Linked DNA regions of Sus scrofa: region 1 is linked to region 2. Evidence: chromatin contacts called from public Hi-C data. All regions are on one chromosome and are shown on one strand. The core of a region is the stretch at or near the end of the contact, and the rest is flanking DNA. Distances in the headings are between cores, read along the strand shown.

Evidence for each region. Hi-C and Micro-C count contacts between places; a contact is called where the count stands out from the background.
Region 1: a Hi-C map of liver shows a contact between it and region 2, with 13 times the contacts expected there. The contact joins two enhancer-like sites. A contact is called at or near these places in 2 of 47 Hi-C or Micro-C datasets (liver and skeletal muscle) and 2 of 2 datasets of contacts at active chromatin or transcription factors (alveolar macrophages and skeletal muscle).

What each region holds. Positions count from the first base shown.
Region 1 is chr6:72,577,747-72,581,015 of Sscrofa11.1, forward strand. The region is part of intron 1 of DHRS3 (short-chain dehydrogenase/reductase 3); the gene reads right to left. Among named protein-coding and RNA genes, the nearest start is that of DHRS3, 20 kb to the right of the region's middle. Within about 2 kb of position 1,760, at least 68 of the 83 cell types and tissues checked have an H3K27ac peak or open chromatin away from gene starts, as enhancers often do. A contact at or near this core is called in liver and skeletal muscle, where this site is marked.
Region 2 is chr6:72,435,147-72,438,739 of Sscrofa11.1, forward strand. The region is part of intron 64 of VPS13D (vacuolar protein sorting-associated protein 13D); the gene reads left to right. Among named protein-coding and RNA genes, the nearest start is that of DHRS3, 160 kb to the right of the region's middle. Within about 2 kb of position 2,290, at least 26 of the 83 cell types and tissues checked have an H3K27ac peak or open chromatin away from gene starts, as enhancers often do. A contact at or near this core is called in liver and skeletal muscle, where this site is marked.

The sequences.
Region 1 (3,269 bases), core at 510-3,009, 140 kb after region 2:
ACTGGGTGCTGACTGTAGACTGGGCCCTGCCGGAGGCCCCGGGAAACAGGAGAAAAGAAATTCACCCCACTCTCCTGGAGTCTGCTTTCATGTGTGTATAGGAAAGAAGGGACACAAGAGACAATAAACAATTGACCATACACTATATGAAGGTGGCTGAAAGTGCCTGGAAGGAACGGGAAGCTTTGCAGGGAAGCGGGATGGAGTAATCATGGGGTGAAAGCAGCATTTGGATGGGAATGGGCATTTGGGGACAGGGAAAGCCTCTCTGATAAGCTAACACTTGGGCAGAGACTTAGGGGACGTGAGGGAGGGAGCCATGCAGACATGTGGGGAAGGAGCATTCTGGGCAGGGGAATGGCCAGTGCAAAGGTGGGGGGCGGGGGGGGGGGACTGCAAGGAGGCCGAGTGGAAGAGCTGAGTGGGAGACGTGAGGTTGGGGGCTGCAGCCCTGGGTGCGGGTGGGGTTTGAATTCTTCCCCCAGTGAGATGGGAAGTCCTTTGGAGGGTTGTGGGCAGAGAAAGGACAACTCTACTTGGCTTTTGGAACGAGGCCTGGCTGCTGCACTGTGGGTATGGCATGTTGGGGGTGCGGGGGGGCCGGGGCAGTGGACCAGGGCTGGTTAGGAGCAGCTGCTGTACCCGCAGGTGACCCCTATGAGAGATGGAGGGGAGCGGGGCTGGAGCGCTTGGCAGAAGTGATGGAGGAGGAATTCCGCACAGCTGCAGGTTTGGGGGGCCCGGAGGGGCGCCAAGAGGACCCTAAAGGGTTTGGCCTGAGAAAATGCAAGAACAGGATGGCCAGGAACCCAGGCGCGGAGCCTCCCTCCCCTGGGAAGGCGGGCTGTGGCAAGTCCCAGGTATGGGGAAAGCGAGAGATCCTGACTTCTATCCGCAGGTCCCTTCAGCTTCCAGAACACTCGGCTTAAGCAGAGGGAGGGGCGGGGCCCGGAAAGAGTTCCAGGTGGCAAGGGCCGGCTGGGCAGGAAGAGGGTGCCTGGATGCGGGCCGAGCAGGCCAGCTACCCACCTAGCGCGCCGGGGTAAACACACCAGTTTCCAATAACAAAGTGGCGGGCCAACCCCGCCCGCTCGGGGCCGGGAGGCGGGTCCGCGCTCACATGATGGGGTGAGGGGGTGGCAGGAGGAGCCGCCGCCGGGGAAACCTCAACGGATCTGGCAGGAGGCTCCAGGAAGTCCTTCTGAAAGTGGGCCCAGGGACGGGCGGAGGGTGGGGGCCCGCGGGGGTCCCGGGAGGGGGTGGGGCGGGGCCGGGCTGGAGTCCTGGGTGGGGATTGGGCTGGGCTCCCATTTGGCGGATGGGGAAGGGCTGGAAGGGGGGGGGGCGGGGGGAGGTCGATGGGGAGGGGGGGGCGGGGCTGTGTCCCGGAGGTGCCGGGTCGAGAGGGCTGTCGCGTGGAGGTTCCGGGCTCAGGTCGGGGGTCGTGGGGTGAAGACGAGTGACGGATTGGGGGGTGGGGTCGGGGACTCGGCAGGGGCAGGGGGCAGTGGAGAAATGGGGTCCGGGCGTGGATGGGAAGGGGGTGGGCTGGGGGCGGGACGCGGATGGGGCGGGGGCCAGGTTGGGGTCCGGCGCCGGTGGCGGGGTGCGGAAAGGGTCCCCTCCCGCGGCAGGGACCGCCCGCGCTTCCTCCCTGCAGCGGCCGGGCGGTAAACAAACGCCGTGATGTCACCCGCGCCGCTGACCTGCGGCTGAACCCGGAGCTGTAAATGAGATGCAAGGTGCCAGCAGCCTCCAGGCCGCGCGGCCTGCGAGCCACACACGCTCCTCCGCGCCGGCCCGAGGTTACCCCAGCTGCGCACACGGACAGGATGCTGCAAACGCCACAAGACATTGCAACACGCAGCCAGTCTGCTGGCCGCAGCGTGAACCTTCCCGCCGCCTCCTCCGCCGCCCCCTGGGCAGGCACCGGCCCAGCTGGAGCGCGGCCTCCCTCCTCCGGAGCATCCCTGGGGGCTGGCAGCTTCCACTCCTCAGGCGTCAGCCTCTCCCCTAGGCACCCATCCCCTGCCTCCCCAGGGGGCCTCCGGACCCTAGAGCTGAGTGTTCTGGGTCAGATTTGGGCTTTCCGCCCAACAGATTGGGGAAGTGCCTGCCTTTGCTCTCGGCTTTCTGGGAAGCTCGTTCTTCTTCTGCGAAGCCTGGGCGCTGGAGGCCCTTTTAAGCAGATGTCAAAGTGTCCCATGGCTGCCCACCAGCCACTGCCCTACTTCACAGGGCAGGGGGCCACCGTGTCTTCCAGAGAGCTCCCAGCGCGGCCCTGGACTGCATGCATCCCCTTGGCAACCGCAGGCTCTGAAGTGCCCTTGGGAATGGAAATCAGCCTGGCTGGGCCAGGCAGGCCAGCACCCTGCTCTGGAGTTGATTTGCTGTGTGACTTTTGAATGAGTCACTTGGCATCTCTGAGCCTCAACATCTCCCACTTGGGGAAGTGGGGAGGGTTGAAACTGGCCTCCTTCGCTGGTGAGGGGAAGGTCAAAAGTGCAAGGAACCCTCATGGGGCTGCCAGCGTTGGTTAGAAGCCTCAGGTGCAGGGCCTGGCCTGGTGAGAACTTGGAGCTGCTCAGAGAATTCAGGGCCAGCCCTCTCCTCACTCCTTTTCCCCCAAACTCAGCCCTCAGCCTTTACTTCCCACCCCGAACTGCCCAGGGAGGCCCCCTACTGGCTCCCCGACTTGGACCCCACTAACTCAAGTCCTTTTAGCAAGTGGGGGGGTATCTTTAAAAAACACCCCAAGAATGCAGCAGGGCCCAGCTAAACCAGAGCTGCTTCCAGCTTCCCTTTCACTGAAGTTGATATTTAAGCCTCTCTCCCTCACGTCATCCTGTCTTCGTTTTATTTTATTTTTGCTTTTTAGGGCTGCACTCGTGGCATATGGAGGTTCCCAGGCTAGGGGTCGAATTGGAGCTGCAGCTGCTGGCCTACACCACAGCCACAGCAACGCCGGATCGAGCCACGTCTGCAACCTACACCACAACTCATGGCAATGCCAGATCCTTAACCCACTGAGCAAGGCCAGGGATGAACCTGCATCCTTGTGGATACTAGTCGGGCTCGTTTCTGCTGAGCCACAATGGGAACGTCCACCCTGTTTTATTTTATAGCAATTTGTCACTATCTGAAATTGTAATAGTTATTTGTTGTTTCCTTTCTGTCTCCCTCCCCCAGTGCAATGACACCCTAGAAATGCAGGCTCACTATGAGTTCCCAGCACCTGGCTTGATAATCAGTCGCCTCGTGCGTTATGT
Region 2 (3,593 bases), core at 1,040-3,539:
GCAGAAGAAACTGAGTTACCACAAAGGTAACTGACTCCTGGAGGGTCAGCAGTTCAGGACTCAGGGCTCCTTTACAGCCCCAGGTTCTTTCCCATAGACCCACTGCCGCTCTAGAAAGCACTCTTTCCCCCTCAGGAATTAAAGCACTTGCACATCTGTGATGGGAAATTCAGCCATACGAGTTGAATGGTTTTGCCAAAATTGTATGGTCAGTGTTGTCACCAGTGGTGGCCAGAGGTCAGAAGTCTAAGCTGCTGCTTTTCCTGCTGGGCTCAAGCTCCTTCTCTGATGTGGGCCGACAGCCCTGGAAAAGCCTTACTTCCGAGAGAGGGCCTTGCTTTCCTGGCACCCATGCTAAGTTGTGGGAGTCGCTGGTCCTAAAAATCTCGAACGAACATGCAAATCCTAGTCCCAGGATCCCTGAGGAACAAAGCCAAAGGGGCAAAGCCAGAGGGATTTTATCAGCCTGCTTCTGGGGATGTGCCTACCTGTTTGTGTCCAGTAGCATCAGCAAGGGAGGTTTCCTCGCTTGCTGCAGTACTTGCTTAGAAATCAATTGGCAGGACAAACTGAGGGTCCTGAATGAATCAGTTATAAGCAGAAAAATTCTTAGGATTAAACACAGCGAAGAATTTGCCCCTTATTTCTCTTCACAAGTTAAAACACAACAGCAAACAATGTCTAACCTCGGTTTTATTTGCTTTTAATTGTGCTCTATGCTGAGAAGCCTCGTTTGAATAATGTTTCACGTGGTAACTTAACCCTCTAACCTCTCCCTTTCCATCCAAGCGCACCTTGTATTCTCCTAAGAGAGGTCCCGAGCCTAAATCTCTTCTCACTCTTTCAGAATAAACTTTCCCAGGTTTGGACTCTGAACTGAGATACTCTTGTAGAGACTCTTAGAACCCAGATCTGGGGAAGAGTGGGAAGATGAGCTTTTCACCCTCTCAGATTACAGACGGAGAAACGAGATCCCGTGGGGTTCGCACAGCTGACTGGTGCAGGGCCGGCTCTAAAACTCCGGCCTTCTCGCTTCAGATCTGATGCCATCTTTGAGAAGGGTCGGCAGCCAGCCGTGGCTACCTACTCCCTGTCCCTTCGGAAACAAGGGAGAGAAAAATCAGTGGGGCTGTGGTGTGTGCAGGACCTCAGAATTCTTTATCTTGATTGTATCTGTCATACGTCTGTGAACAGGGGACGAAGTCAGAGTCGCCTTGGTACTTTGAGCCCCAAGCACCATGTGCCTGGTGAGGAGAAAGCCCTCCAGGGCCTGCTGAGCTGAACCAGTCTGTTTTGGGCAAAGGTCAACCCACCTGAATGGGGGGGAGTGTCGCTCCTTTGAAACACCTCACCTGTCCTTCACCCTGTCACATCCAACCAGTCAACCCCTGTGAGACAGCACCTTGGCTGAAAACAAAACAAGACCCACCCTCCCCCCCTTCCCCACAGGACAACCAAACAGGAAGTCCCTCCGTAATTAGATGTAGTAGGTGAGGTGAGATGGAGATAAATCTTTGATGGACACACAGTCTTTGGTTAAAGCCAAAATCAGCGTAACTCTCCTGGTTAACATTTTCAAAGTTTCTGCATGTGTTTATATGCTCATCTGCATGTTGCTAATTACGGTTGTTGTCATTGGGTTTCCTCTAAAGTTCTGGGTGCGTTAAGAGAGAGAAGAGAAAAGAAAAGGGAAAAACAGGACCTTCCTGTACTGGGTGCACCTAACCAAGGGAAGGAAGGGCTATTTGCCATCCCCTCGGGGGGCCCCGCGGATGCCAGGCTCCATGGCCCCCTGGCCAGCCCGCCCAGAAGAACTTGATTTTTAGAACACTTGGGTTTGAACTTGTGCCTCTGCTGAATCCTCCTTCAGACAGTGGCTTGCACGCTGACCAGGGTGAGTGACCAAGTTTGCCGGGATAGGCCAGCCAGCCTGGGGGTGCGGGCTGGCACCGGCCTCACTGGAGTGGGTGCCTGCAGTCTTTGCCTGGTGCCTTTTTACTTTAACCGGGAGCGCTTCAACACGACGGCTGACCAAATGGAGCCTGAGTCCTGACCCTTCGCCAGGCCAGATGAAATCCCTGTCCTTCTGTCTCAGACTCTTCATTTGGGTCCAAACCCTCAGCCACACAGTGGAGCCCCTCCACTTAGTTGTCGGAGGAGCAAGATTGCAAAGAGTTAACACTTTTGCTTTTTCGGAAAGTTATCTGTGAAGAGTATTAGTTGTTTAATAAAGCGTGCCTGCCCTCCCGGTGAACCCGCCAGTCACTCTGCAGCTGGGGTCATTCCAAGTTCACGCGGTGGACTTTTGACTGCCTTCTGTGTCTGTGAAAACAGTCGGCAGCTCCTGCGGGGATCATTCATTCAGGCCTGTAACACAAAACTATTGCCAATGGGCACCTGCTGGGGCGGCTTCCCAGGAGGCCTGGGCGGGAGGATACCAGCTCTTCAGGCGTCTGCGGAGATAAGAGCAGCAGGGGATCCGCTGGGAGCTTCAAATCGGGCTGCACTTAGGCCCCTCGGCCTGGCCCGCTGGCTGGCGTCAGGATGTATGAGGGAGCCCTGGTCCGATAGGATGTGAGCTAATTAAAGGCGGAGGGGAGAGGAGAGTGCGAGCAGGAGGAGGGAAAGGAGGGTAGGCGCACATTCCCCAAGTTTCCAGTACATTCTTTAATTCCTCCCTTTTATCCCTCAAAGGAGAAGAAAACAAATGGAAAGAGTCTAAACATGTGGTTATTTCTAATCTTAAATCGTCTTTCATTCTGCCTGATACTATATTGTTTTTAGCTACGTAGAATTACAAAGACCGTCAGAGGTATTTGCCACATTTTCCCCGGAGACACACTGCTCCCGAGACACCTGGCTGGGGAGACCCGCTGGCTGGGTCGACTGCTTGAATTTTGCTCCCCCTCCCGATCCATCTGAGCAATAAGTACCTACCGTGGCCTGGCCTAGGTTTTCCCCCTTTCCTCGGCAAATCCACTTGCCAGCTGTGGGGGGTGCTGCTGGGAGGATTAGGGAAATTAACACACAGTAAATGCTCTCGTTAAGCGCTGGTCGGTGCGTTGGTGCGACGATGCGACAGTGTGGTTTGGAATGTCAGCCAACACCGTCTGGATGTTGTGAAGTTCTAGCTTAATTCACGTCATAGCCCCACTCGTGTCAGGAACAAAAAGGTTACCTGAATATTTACCTGCTCTTTTGTTGACTTAGCCTGAATACCTTCTCTTTCGTAACAAGCAGTAAAGTAACTTATTTATAGACCTAGGGTACTTTTACATCTGTGGTATTTTCTTAATCTGCCTGGTAACGAAACATTTCTTAAAAGCAGTTTTGTTCACACACAAAGCCAAGCCTTTATTATATCACTTCTGATACATTTCACATAAGCGTGACTTTGTGCAAAGAAACACAGATTAATCCTGTACAACATGGTAACAATCCGAGGAAATTCCAATCAAGAGCCAGCAACCTGTTTCCTTCATTCTGGACTGTTGGTGTATCTGGCTTTGTCTGCGTTCTGATAAACAGTGACCACAATGTTAATTTTGTATTTCCTTGCCTTTTGTCTCACATAATCTGTTCTCAAAGCTGAC